2 separate regions of the Mus musculus genome follow, and region 2 is linked to region 1. A link is a contact called in public Hi-C data. All regions are on one chromosome and are shown on one strand. The core of a region is the stretch at or near the end of the contact, and the rest is flanking DNA. Distances in the headings are between cores, read along the strand shown.

Region 1 (5,102 bases), core at 403-2,902:
TTGAGTATGACAAGAAAACCCAAAGCCCCAAGATAAGGTTGATCGGAGAGAGAAGAGACAGATGGAAACAGAGATGTGGGGCTACCAGGAAAGAAGCAGAGGGAGAGGAACTGCTGATGGGAAGGGGTCCCGGAAGAAAGAAAACCACTTCTCTTTCCTTTTGATGAAGCAAGATTATTACTTGAGAGCAGAGCTGGACAGGACAGGACAAGACTTCCCAAAAATCAGGAAGGAAAGAAGCCTGATCGTGGGCCTTTTATACAAGTCACATTCCCAAAGCATGGAGTCAACCAGGTCCATGATGGTACCCCATCTGCAGTGAGCTTTTCCTCAGAACAGGTCTCGGGGTCTGCATAAACTCTTTTCCTTCAGAAAGCCATGGCCTTGAAATTGAGACCCTCAAAACTAGTCATGGGAGAGATAGAAAGATCTGACATCACTTCATCCTGCTATAGACAAAGAAACTGAGGCTTTAAGGGGACCACTTGGCAAGTAACACAGGGATGGCACGTTCTGTGTAGACCTTCTGTGTAGATACTGTCTGAATTAGGAAAGTACCAGCAGTGTGTCAGAGGGAGAACAAACTCCAGGTCTGTCCTCCCGATAGAAGCTGAGCATTTCACAGTTCAGTCACCCTGTGGATGCATCCATACAACTCAACTTCCAGGACAGAGCACAAGGCACAGAGCCTCTAGGAAGCTGACTTGGGAGGAGCATAGAAGCGTTCCAACAGCTTGGTTTTAGTAGGAACAGAGATACCCTACCCTACAGAGCCATTGCATAGAAAGCCAGGCTTTGTCCATGCAGCAGGGGATTGCCTGTGCTCCTAGAAAGGGGAGCCTGACACAGGCTGGGGCTCCGCCTCCACCCAATGTTGGCCTGCACCATTATGAGGTTCCCCTCTTCCTTTCTCACTCCCCTCTGCCTAGTCGCTATCAGAGCATCCACATGCAAAAATCTCTAAAGGACCCACTTCTGACAAGGCAAGCCTAGCAGGCCTGGTTGTCATAAGAGATGAAGGCCAGCTGATGCCTGCAACAGCATCAGCTGTCCACTCCTAGGCATCAAGCCCTTCCCACCACCCACCGTGCCAGCCCAGGACATAGAGGTCTGGCAGCCATTGAAAAGAAAAGCTCCTATCTCTGACTCCTCAGCCTCTGATAAGAAATGTCATCCCTTGCTGGGTAATATTACTCTGCTAGATAAGGATCTCTATCTCCTCCAACATATGGCTCACTACAGAACACAGGGTCTGCTGGAGCAGGATAATTTATGCGCTTAAGCTGCAAACCCTGGGCAGTTTGAGAAGTGCATCGAACAGAACAAGAGTCAAATTATAACCTCTTCTGACCTGGCCTTGGGATTCCTCCCTGAGAAATGACAGCAACCTCCTCTACTCTACACACAATAAGCACTTTCACCCTCCTGCTGTCTCTAAAGGGCATTTGCACCAGCGTTATCAAGGCTCATCCTCACCAGGACCTCCAAAGCCGCACTTAAGTCTTCTTTTGCAGATCAGGAAATTGAGATTCAACAAGGGTGAGTAACACAGCCAAGGTCACCCAGGCAGCCGTACCCAGAGCACAGACTCAAACCCCAACAGATCTGACTCACCAGCACACTGTCAGATGGGGAGGCTGATCCAAGCCTCTGGGTTGTCTCTGCTCCAACAACTAAATCAATTAAGTCAGATCTGCCCAGGCTTAACTGGCAATGTCAGCTCCACACTGTAATCTCAAAGGTCCATTTCGATCATTCACCGCTCCTGATTTCTCTGAAGCCTGGGAAGGATGAGGAAGCCTTGTTGAGTCAAGATACTCAAGGAGAGGAAGGGGGCAGGGATGGGACCAGAAGAGGGAGAGAGGAGAGTGGGACTTAGATACTGGCTTCATGCACTCAAGGAGTAGAAGGTAGAAAGAAATTGCGGGAAAATTCTCTCTTCTCTATTGATTCATTCATTCGTTCATTCATTTGTTCATTCATTCGTATCCCTGGACAATCCATTACATGTCCATTCTGGCTTGGCCCTGGTAATCTCACTGTATCTGTAAGCAGTGCTAGACTAGACTTCATGAAAGACTGACAGGTCAGCGAAGAGACAGAGATAACAGAACATGACAGGGGTACCGTGTCTGCAGTAGATTGAATGGCTGATGTGGGGGACCGTGGCTGTGTGTTAAGGAGGAGATGGAAGTGAACCTCACACTCTGCTATTTTATACCCTCCTTTAAAAAAGCCAAGTCATCATGGCTAAGATTGGTGCTATTCTTTAGAGTGATTATTTCAACCATGTTCTGCATTGCCTCCAAGATCCATTAGTAACTACAATTGAACAATTTTAATTGACAAATAAAAATTACACATATTTATGGTATATATAATTGGTATATGGTATATATAATATGGCATATTTTATATATATATGCACATTGTAGAAGTCTAAATTCAACTAATTAATATGTGCATAAGTCATATACTTTTCTTTCCAGCTGACTCTTTTAAATAGCTATATAGCATTTCATTTTATAAAGATGTCCCAATTCAATAACCACAGCTAATAAAACTGAAGAGAGAAGTTACCCAGCCCTTCGCTAGGCAATCTCTAGGAGCTACTTCAGCTCCTTAGGGTGGCCGTACCTAAGACATCTTTCAGATATCCTTCAGATACATGAAGGATACAAGATGCGGTTAATTAATAACAGACTCAAAACCATCCTGAGTTATCACATTTGTAGAATCTCTCTTTGGTCCACTTGAAAGTGAGGAAAGTAAGAAAGGAGAAATAAATTTAGTGTTGTGGGTGGGCCACTTATGGAAAAAAGGACTAAGATGGGTCAGGGTGGATGGCTGGTTCTAATTTCAGTCTCTTTTACTACTGTCATGTGACCTTGATGTCATTGGGGACCTCAGCTTATCCCACGGCAGAGTGGAATAGGAATGGACCTGTCAGACAACGTCCATATTTGAGATTAAGCTGTATGTTTGATAGTCACACTGAGGAGTTATGGAAGCTATTATCTAGGCCTCCTGCAACTGCAGAGAGTGAAGGAGACTCAGGTGCACTCTTCCATGAATTTTTACACAGGGGAAAAGAGATCAAGGAGCAGTCATGCCGGCTACATGAAAGTTTTCCTCAGGCCCACCGCACGGGTGTCAGCAAGGGGACCAGGTGGGGCCAGAGATAGGGCAGGAGCTCAGGGTGTGACAGAGGGCTGCCCAGAGAGGCATTCAGATAGGCTATGCTATCTGTGAACAATAGAACCGTTGTCCTGGACCCGAATCTGACAAGAGGGGATAAGACCCCCGGAAACACAAGCCCAGATAACTAGCCAGGGTGGCCTCTCAACACCATCCCCAGCCTGTCTGTTATTTCATTTATGCCATTCATTCATGCACCCTACAGTGTGTATCAAGCACATACCCAGAATTGTATTAGAAGGTGGAGATATGGTGATGAGTGAGACTCTTGGCCCCACTGTCAGGAAGCACAAAGATAAGAATGACTAGTAAGGACCCGTTAGCCTGAGTGTCCCAGAATACAATACCAGAACACATCCTCCTACTTTCAGAAAAAGGTCCAAACTAATGATGGGATGGGACAGGAAGGATGGAGCGGTGACTAGCCAGTAATGGTCCTAGAAGTCCACAGGAGGCAGAAGAGGACCCAGTGGCTCAATGGCTCACTACCTGTCTTAATGGCTCTCCTCTATACCCCACAGCCAGCAGCAAAAGCCAGTGCCAAGGGACCCCTTCTGGGATCTTCCCTTGTCTAGTTAGACATAGCACCTGGAGGCAGGTCCTTTAGACTTGGCCTGATATGCCAGCATCTATATGGGCTGCAGCTTTCATGGATGGATGGACAGATGCAAGGTAAGGAGGGAGAGAAATCGAGTAGTTCAAGAGTTTAGGATGAGGGAAAAAGAAATTCTATGACCTGAGTAAAGGCAGAAGTAGAAATAAAAAGGGGGAAATGGATCAAAAGGAAGAGGCGTGTATAGCCTTAAGGAAAAAAAAAAAAACTATTAAGCACTATGCAGCAAATGAAAAAAATGAGACATGTGCACACACACACACAGACACACAGACACAGACACACACACACACACACGCTCCTCTAAGAAACATGAGTGATGGAAAAAGCAAGGAGGCTGAACTATCTCTTCCTTCCAGCTGTAAATGCAAAAGCTTTGGGAGCCACTGGCAACACAGAGGTGGGCTTGGGGACCAGTCAGTAGGAAGGAGACGAACTTCCTAGGCCTGGATCTCCATCTATAAAGGAAGGCAAGCGGTGCCCTGCTTCTCCTTCTCGAGGCGTCTTGTGATGAGGCTTCTAAGCTTTACTTGCTTCCTGACAACCCTTGTTCTGCTTCCAAAACCCTAATGAGTCAAAGAGGCTTCCCTCATCCATAGCTGGGGTTGGCGGTGATCTGTGAAGGACAACACTGAGTCACAACTAAGCTCCCAGGGCATTGGCCTCTCACCCAACGCACATTTTGTTGCATTACAAAATGTAAATATTTCGCACTACAAGCAAAGGTAAAATGAAAAGGACATGTTTTCAGTCCCCACCCCCATCCCCCAATACAATACCCCTTTCAAGAGGACCAAAACTGTGTCCTAGGAACTACCTGGTCAAGCTCCTCCTGCTCAGACAGGTTAGAGACTTGCCTGGATTATCCCATAACCTGAACCAGAATCAACTCAATAAGCTTTAAGAAGACTGAGGTCTCTACCAACTGCTGAGCCGCTGCCCTTCCCCATCCTAAGCAACTACAGTCGGAGAAAGAAACGGTCCATGGAATCGTCAACTACAGCAAGGCCTTAAGGCTTGCTTATCCTGGGTCCAGCGCAAAGTCCAATTCTGGGAGGAGTGATGCATTCAAGAAAGCACCAGCTCCTAGAGGTGGTTATGTGGGGAAGAGGGAGGAATCCCTTCTCCCTCCCCCCACCCCACCCCCTACTATCCGAGGCCGGGAGTACTGCTGCTCGCCGCCATTGACACGCACAGATACAACCCCAAGAAAGGCAGGGTCCTGCCCAGCACCGGTGGCACGCGGGCCGAACCTGCGGCCGGGATTGGAGCTCACTAGGCCACCGGTCGC
Region 2 (5,390 bases), core at 1,008-3,507, 1.5 Mb before region 1:
AACTGGAAAAAGAAAAAAATTTTCTTAGGCGTGCTCTTCTAAGACTTTTATAAACTCAGTATGTTATTTCACTTTTCTTATAAACATCTAGTTGTTCTAGCACCAATGTTGAAAAAGACTGTTCTTTTGCCAATGGTTTTTGCAATGCATGTTGATTAAATATCAAATGTCTACCTCGGGATAACCTGTCTTATCTCATTGATTTTTATGTTTATCCTTGTGTTCACCTAACACTGTGTTATTGTAGTCTTGCCATCATCCTTTAATTCCGATATTGCTTATATTCATATTCAACTATGTTCTGGTTGACAATATTGCTTTTGCTCTTCTCGATGCTTTGACTTTCCGTTTCCATTTTAGAATAGATTTGTCAATTTGCATGACAAATAATCCCACTAGAATTAAAAATATTTGCTTATTTTCAAGTTTTTGTGTACGAAAATTTTTCCTGCATGTATGTAGGTACACTGTGTGTGTGCATTTGTCATGGAGGTCATAGGAGGGTACTGTGTTTCCCAGAACTGGAGTTATAGACTGCTGTGAGCTAGCGTGTGGGTGCTGGGAACTGAACTCTGTTCCTCTGCAAGAGCAGCAAATTCCCTTAATTTTGGAGCCATCTGTCCAGCCCCCTACCAGGGACATTTTGAGCACAGACCTTTCTCTAGGTTGCTAATCCACTCCTGTTCTCAGGTGTGCTTTTCCTGTTTTAACAAACTACCTGTAGTTAAAAATATCCTGCCAAGCTAATGTTGGAATTGTGTTATTCTGCTAATCAATTTTAAAGAAATGGTCATCTTAAGATTATTGAGCCTTCCTTTCAGTCCATAAATGTTAGTTGTGGACTAATTTAGATATTTTTAATGGCAATTTTGACGTATAGATTTTATAGGTACTGTTTTCAAAACGCCATCTGCAGCTGTTTGTTGCTGGGATACAAGAGGTATCATTTTTTAAAAATTATATTTAAAATACTTTACTCTCGTCCTCTAACCTTAGCGAACTCATTCCTCAATTCCAAAAGTTTCTTAGCCTAGCAGTTTGTGTAAACACCCTTCATCTGTAAAGAAATTTTAATGTTTTAATTTTAAATATATTTTCTCTTTAGTTCTCTTCATACCTATGGCCGACACAGTCTATAGCCTCTAGTAAAATACAGAATAAAAATGGTGAGGGTTATTGATTTGCCTTCTTCTCCAACTTAGAGGTAGTCTTTTATTATCATGCTTAATTTCAGGGTTTTTTTCTTAGATGCTTATTGGTGCTTAGTTTGTTGATAGATTTAAGATTTCTTAAATGTATTTTTTGGTGTGTGTATTATGTACAAGGGTGTTTTGCTTCATGTATGACTGTGCACCATATGTCTGGTGCCCAGGGAGGCCAGAAAAAGACATCAGATCCCCTGAGACTGAAGTTAGAAATGGTTGTTAGCTGTCAGGTGAGCACTGAGGATCAAACCTGGGCTCTCAGGAAGAGCAGTCAATGCTCTTAACCCTTGAGCCATCTCTCCAGTCCCCCAAGAGCTGAGATGTTTGTCTTTTCCATTTCAGCTATCTTGACATCAAATTTATGCTTATATTCAAAAAACCAACAGGAGCTCAGGCAGATGCATCCCCCTCATTGTGTCTAACCCTCCCACAATTGCCACTAAGGTGACTTTCCTAGATCACATCACTGATGAAGCTCAGAAGATTTCAGCCCTTTGTCCTAGGCCGCCTAGCTAGAAGACGCAGATTCATTATTTGAGGCTTATTCTCCTTCAACCACATCGTTGCAGAATCTTGTATATGGTAAGAGATGATTGTTGCATGGTGAATGAAATAATTTTTTGATGACTGGTTGGTAGGGTGAATAAATGCATGGATGAATACATCTGTGAATGAATGAATGTATGGCTTTTTTTTTTTTTCATGAATGGGACAGGTCCATCTAATGAGAAAAAAACCAAATTGGAAACTGGTATATTGGGAAACCCTGAGGGAAGGGACCTAGGAGGTGGGAAGTACTTGCTAAAAAAAAAAAGAAAAAAGAAAAAGAAGAAGAACAAGAAGAAGAAAAGGAAGTCTCAACTATAAATCTACTTGACAGGGTTGCATCTCTGTGGCTTAGACGTTGGCCACTTCATCTTGGCATGATTCTTATATAACAGAAGGATGGAGAAATGGCCGGAAACTATTGCTTCCTATTACATAACTCTTACTATGTGCCTGACAGCATTTCTGATAGTGAGAACAGAAAGTATGGCTCTCTCTTGGGTGAAAGTCTTCAAGTCCCTTGCAGGCCAGGCCTGGGCATCAGCCGTTTGGAGCGTTAGAGTGCTGACTGATTTCCTCAGAGAGCCTCGGGCTGCCTCCCTCTCCCGTGTCTCCACATTTCTCGAAAAGGAAGTGTCTTATATTCACTTTTATTACGAACATTTTTTTTTTTTTTTAAGATCTTCATTTGCGGTTGTTACGGAGAGACTGCTGGATTTTTGGAGTACTGTTTGCTAGGCTGCCTTAGCTTTAGCTTCCCTGCTGTTTGGCGTCTTGGTGATTTGAAGTTAAAGCAGACTTTGAGTAGTTCTTGCCTGTCTGGTTTGTGTGTCAAAGCAAGAGCTACCTGTCAGGCACCTCATTGCTTCTCCTGAACCACCTTGTAGGACATTTAGGGTCAAACTTCAGATCGTCCCTATCACTGGTTCTTGCTGTTGCCGTCCCTCTCTTTGATGGTGGATGCTCGTCAATGCTCAGCAGTTGCTCTGGATCCTCACATGAAACCACACACAGGCTGGGGTCCTCCATCATCATTCATTCCGTGTACAAGTCCCGGCAACACCCTGTGGTTCAGTTACTGTCAAAATCTCTCCAGAGCCCAGCCATTTCATAGTGTCCCTTTGCTCTGTCTCTATGCAAAGCACTTGTCTGTTGTCCCTCCATTTGTTTTGTGTCTCTGGTGTCCCTCCACCATGCAGTTGTTGGGGTTAATGTATTCAAATGCACTATGGAAAACTTATTCTGTGCTGTTGGAACCTCCCAGGGCTTTCTGCTGCACCAAGAAGAACCAGGCTCTTCTTGGTGCCCTTCAAGCGAGATGAAATCTGAACTGACCTTGTACCATTCTTGTTCCAGATGGGGTGGCTTTGTTTTTGTTCCTCACACACACCCCACCTTAGCCACTTTGGCCTAATTATTCTAACTTCTTGGACATGCATTTTCTCAGCATTCATTAGCGTTCAGTTTCCATTTTGGCCTAATTATTCTAACTTCTTGGACATGCATTTTCTCAGCATTCATTAGCGTTCAGTTTCCATTTCAAGTGTCACCTCCTCCCTTGTCCTACCTAAAGCTACTTTAGTCTTCTTTTACCCTGTTACACTCTTTTATTTCCTTTAGAGTCCTTACAGTTATTTCTGTACTTCTGTCTATCTCTACTCATTTCCATGTTTATTGTCTTATCTCTGGGTTTGCCAAGCCATCACTGTGGGTCAAATCAAGCTTACCTGTTGTGTAAATAAAGTTTTGCTGGCATATGGCCTGGTCCATATGATTGCAAAGTATCAGGGCCTGCTTCAGCTCTCCAGAGGGGATGCTCCATGGCTGTGACAAAGACCATTTGGACTTCAAAGCCTAAACTAGGTGTTATCTAGTTCTTCACAAGAACGTTTGTCAGCCCTTGCTCCATCTCCCTCTTCTAATCACCAATCTTGCTCACAAATGTATCCCAGCACCTAGTAGTTTCAGGCTCACAAGGGCACTTAACTGTTGGTAGTCAAATTGATTAAATGAATGAGTGAACACAGGGCATGGCTGGTTTTGACCCTGGGTGTGGTGTCTTTGAGCCTAGACTTCTTAGAGGTAAAAGGGGTCTAGTGCCATGTGAGTGATCCTGTGCCTACATGTATTTACATACAGGAGAGTGAGAAGATAAGTTAGTTGAAAGGGATAGTATGCATGTTCTGAAGCTACCCAGATCATCAGTCCAAACCTGTCTCTCTCATTTAGTGTCTCTAACCTTGAAAAACATGTTTAACCTCCTCTGCCTTCTCTTCATTCTGAAAATGGAGGCTGATACTCATTATTTATGTTTCTCATGAAAATTTTAGAGATATCCCTGGTTGATCTGTTTGTACCCAGTTTAGGTATGGAATGCTAGGCAAGCCATGTTTAGCCTTTTTTTTTTTTTTAAAGAAATTTGAAGGAAAATACTAGACTCCAGTCCAGAGTAGACATCGTCATTTTGGTGATTTCATTTAATCAAATGAACATTTATTAAGTACTCCCCATATTCTAGATACTATGTGATGTCTCAGGGATCTAGAAAGTATGCAGAAAGAGATTAAATGCCTTTAAATCCTCAAGGAGTCAGTAAGCATGTGACAGAGCGCTATGCAATGAGGAGTGCAGAGACACACAAGACACAGCCTGCCTAGTAAGTCCTCTGATCTTCCTGAAGAGGTCAGCTTACCTGCTACATACACTTCCCTGGAAGAGTAGAAGAAAGAGAGGCAGGCAGATGTCACACCATACCTGACCTCGTCTTAGGAGGTTTGGGTGTAAAGAGCAGCAGCACTGTCAGCCTCTTCATACAATTTCTACTCATAGCTGACTTTATTTTAGATGTAATTCATTTACATATTACCTATTTTTGGCATGCCAAATATTCCTTTTTTTTTCCTAATTAGGTGAATAAATTGGAGTAAATTGAAGGAATTAGACAAAGATCCAATTTTACTGTGGCATTAGCAACTCTCTCTTTTTTTCCTTTATAATTTTTTTTCTTATGTGCATGGTTGTTTTGCCTGCACCCAATGGGTGCTTTATTTTTGTGTTACAAGTGTGCCTGGTACCCAAGAAGGTCAGAAGACAGAGTCCAGTTCTGCAGAACTAAAGTTGCAAATGGTTGTGAGCCACCTGTGGGTGCTGGGAATTGAACCTGGGTCCTCTGGGTGAACAGCCAGTTTTCTTAATCATTATGTTGTATTGCCAAGCCTAACAATTGCTTTTTATGCAGAAGGGGAAAGAATCTGATCAACATATATTATAAGAATGCAAGGAGGACTCTATTTTTGTGTGCTTTTTATTTTAGTTGTTGTTTCTTGTATTACTGTTTTGGATTGTTTATTTTTGATTTTCATTTCTTTTTTTTTTTGAGAGAGTGATAGAGAAAGAACACAGAGTTGGATGAGTTAGGAGGTTGGGAGGATCTAAAAGGAGCTGATGGAGGGGAAAGAATAGAATCAAAATATATTGTATAAAAATTTTAGATTGTATATTGAAACATAATAAAAAATGAAAAATTGACTATGAATGTTAGCATGGTCAATGATTAGTGATATATGATTCAACTGGGCAGGCTCATCTCCAGGTTTCCTACATTAACTGAAGTAGGAAGGAACCTCTTTATCCTGAAAC

What was found. Hi-C and Micro-C count contacts between places; a contact is called where the count stands out from the background.
Region 2: a Hi-C map of bone marrow-derived macrophages shows a contact between it and region 1, with 9 read pairs. The contact joins two enhancer-like sites. A contact is called at or near these places in 2 of 484 Hi-C or Micro-C datasets (the G1E-ER4 cell line and bone marrow-derived macrophages) and 1 of 115 datasets of contacts at active chromatin or transcription factors (stem cell-derived neural progenitor cells).

Annotation. Positions count from the first base shown.
Region 1 is chr15:62,219,416-62,224,517 of GRCm38.p6, reverse strand. All of the region lies in intron 2 of Pvt1 (Pvt1 oncogene), which reads right to left. It also overlaps the pseudogene Macroh2a3. Among named protein-coding and RNA genes, the nearest start is that of Pvt1, 180 kb to the right of the region's middle. Within about 2 kb of position 1,652, at least 62 of the 459 cell types and tissues checked have an H3K27ac peak or open chromatin away from gene starts, as enhancers often do. A contact at or near this core is called in bone marrow-derived macrophages, where this site is marked.
Region 2 is chr15:63,701,683-63,707,072 of GRCm38.p6, reverse strand. No RefSeq gene overlaps it. Among named protein-coding and RNA genes, the nearest start is that of 4930449C09Rik, 14 kb to the left of the region's middle. Within about 2 kb of position 2,257, at least 42 of the 459 cell types and tissues checked have an H3K27ac peak or open chromatin away from gene starts, as enhancers often do. A contact at or near this core is called in bone marrow-derived macrophages, where this site is marked.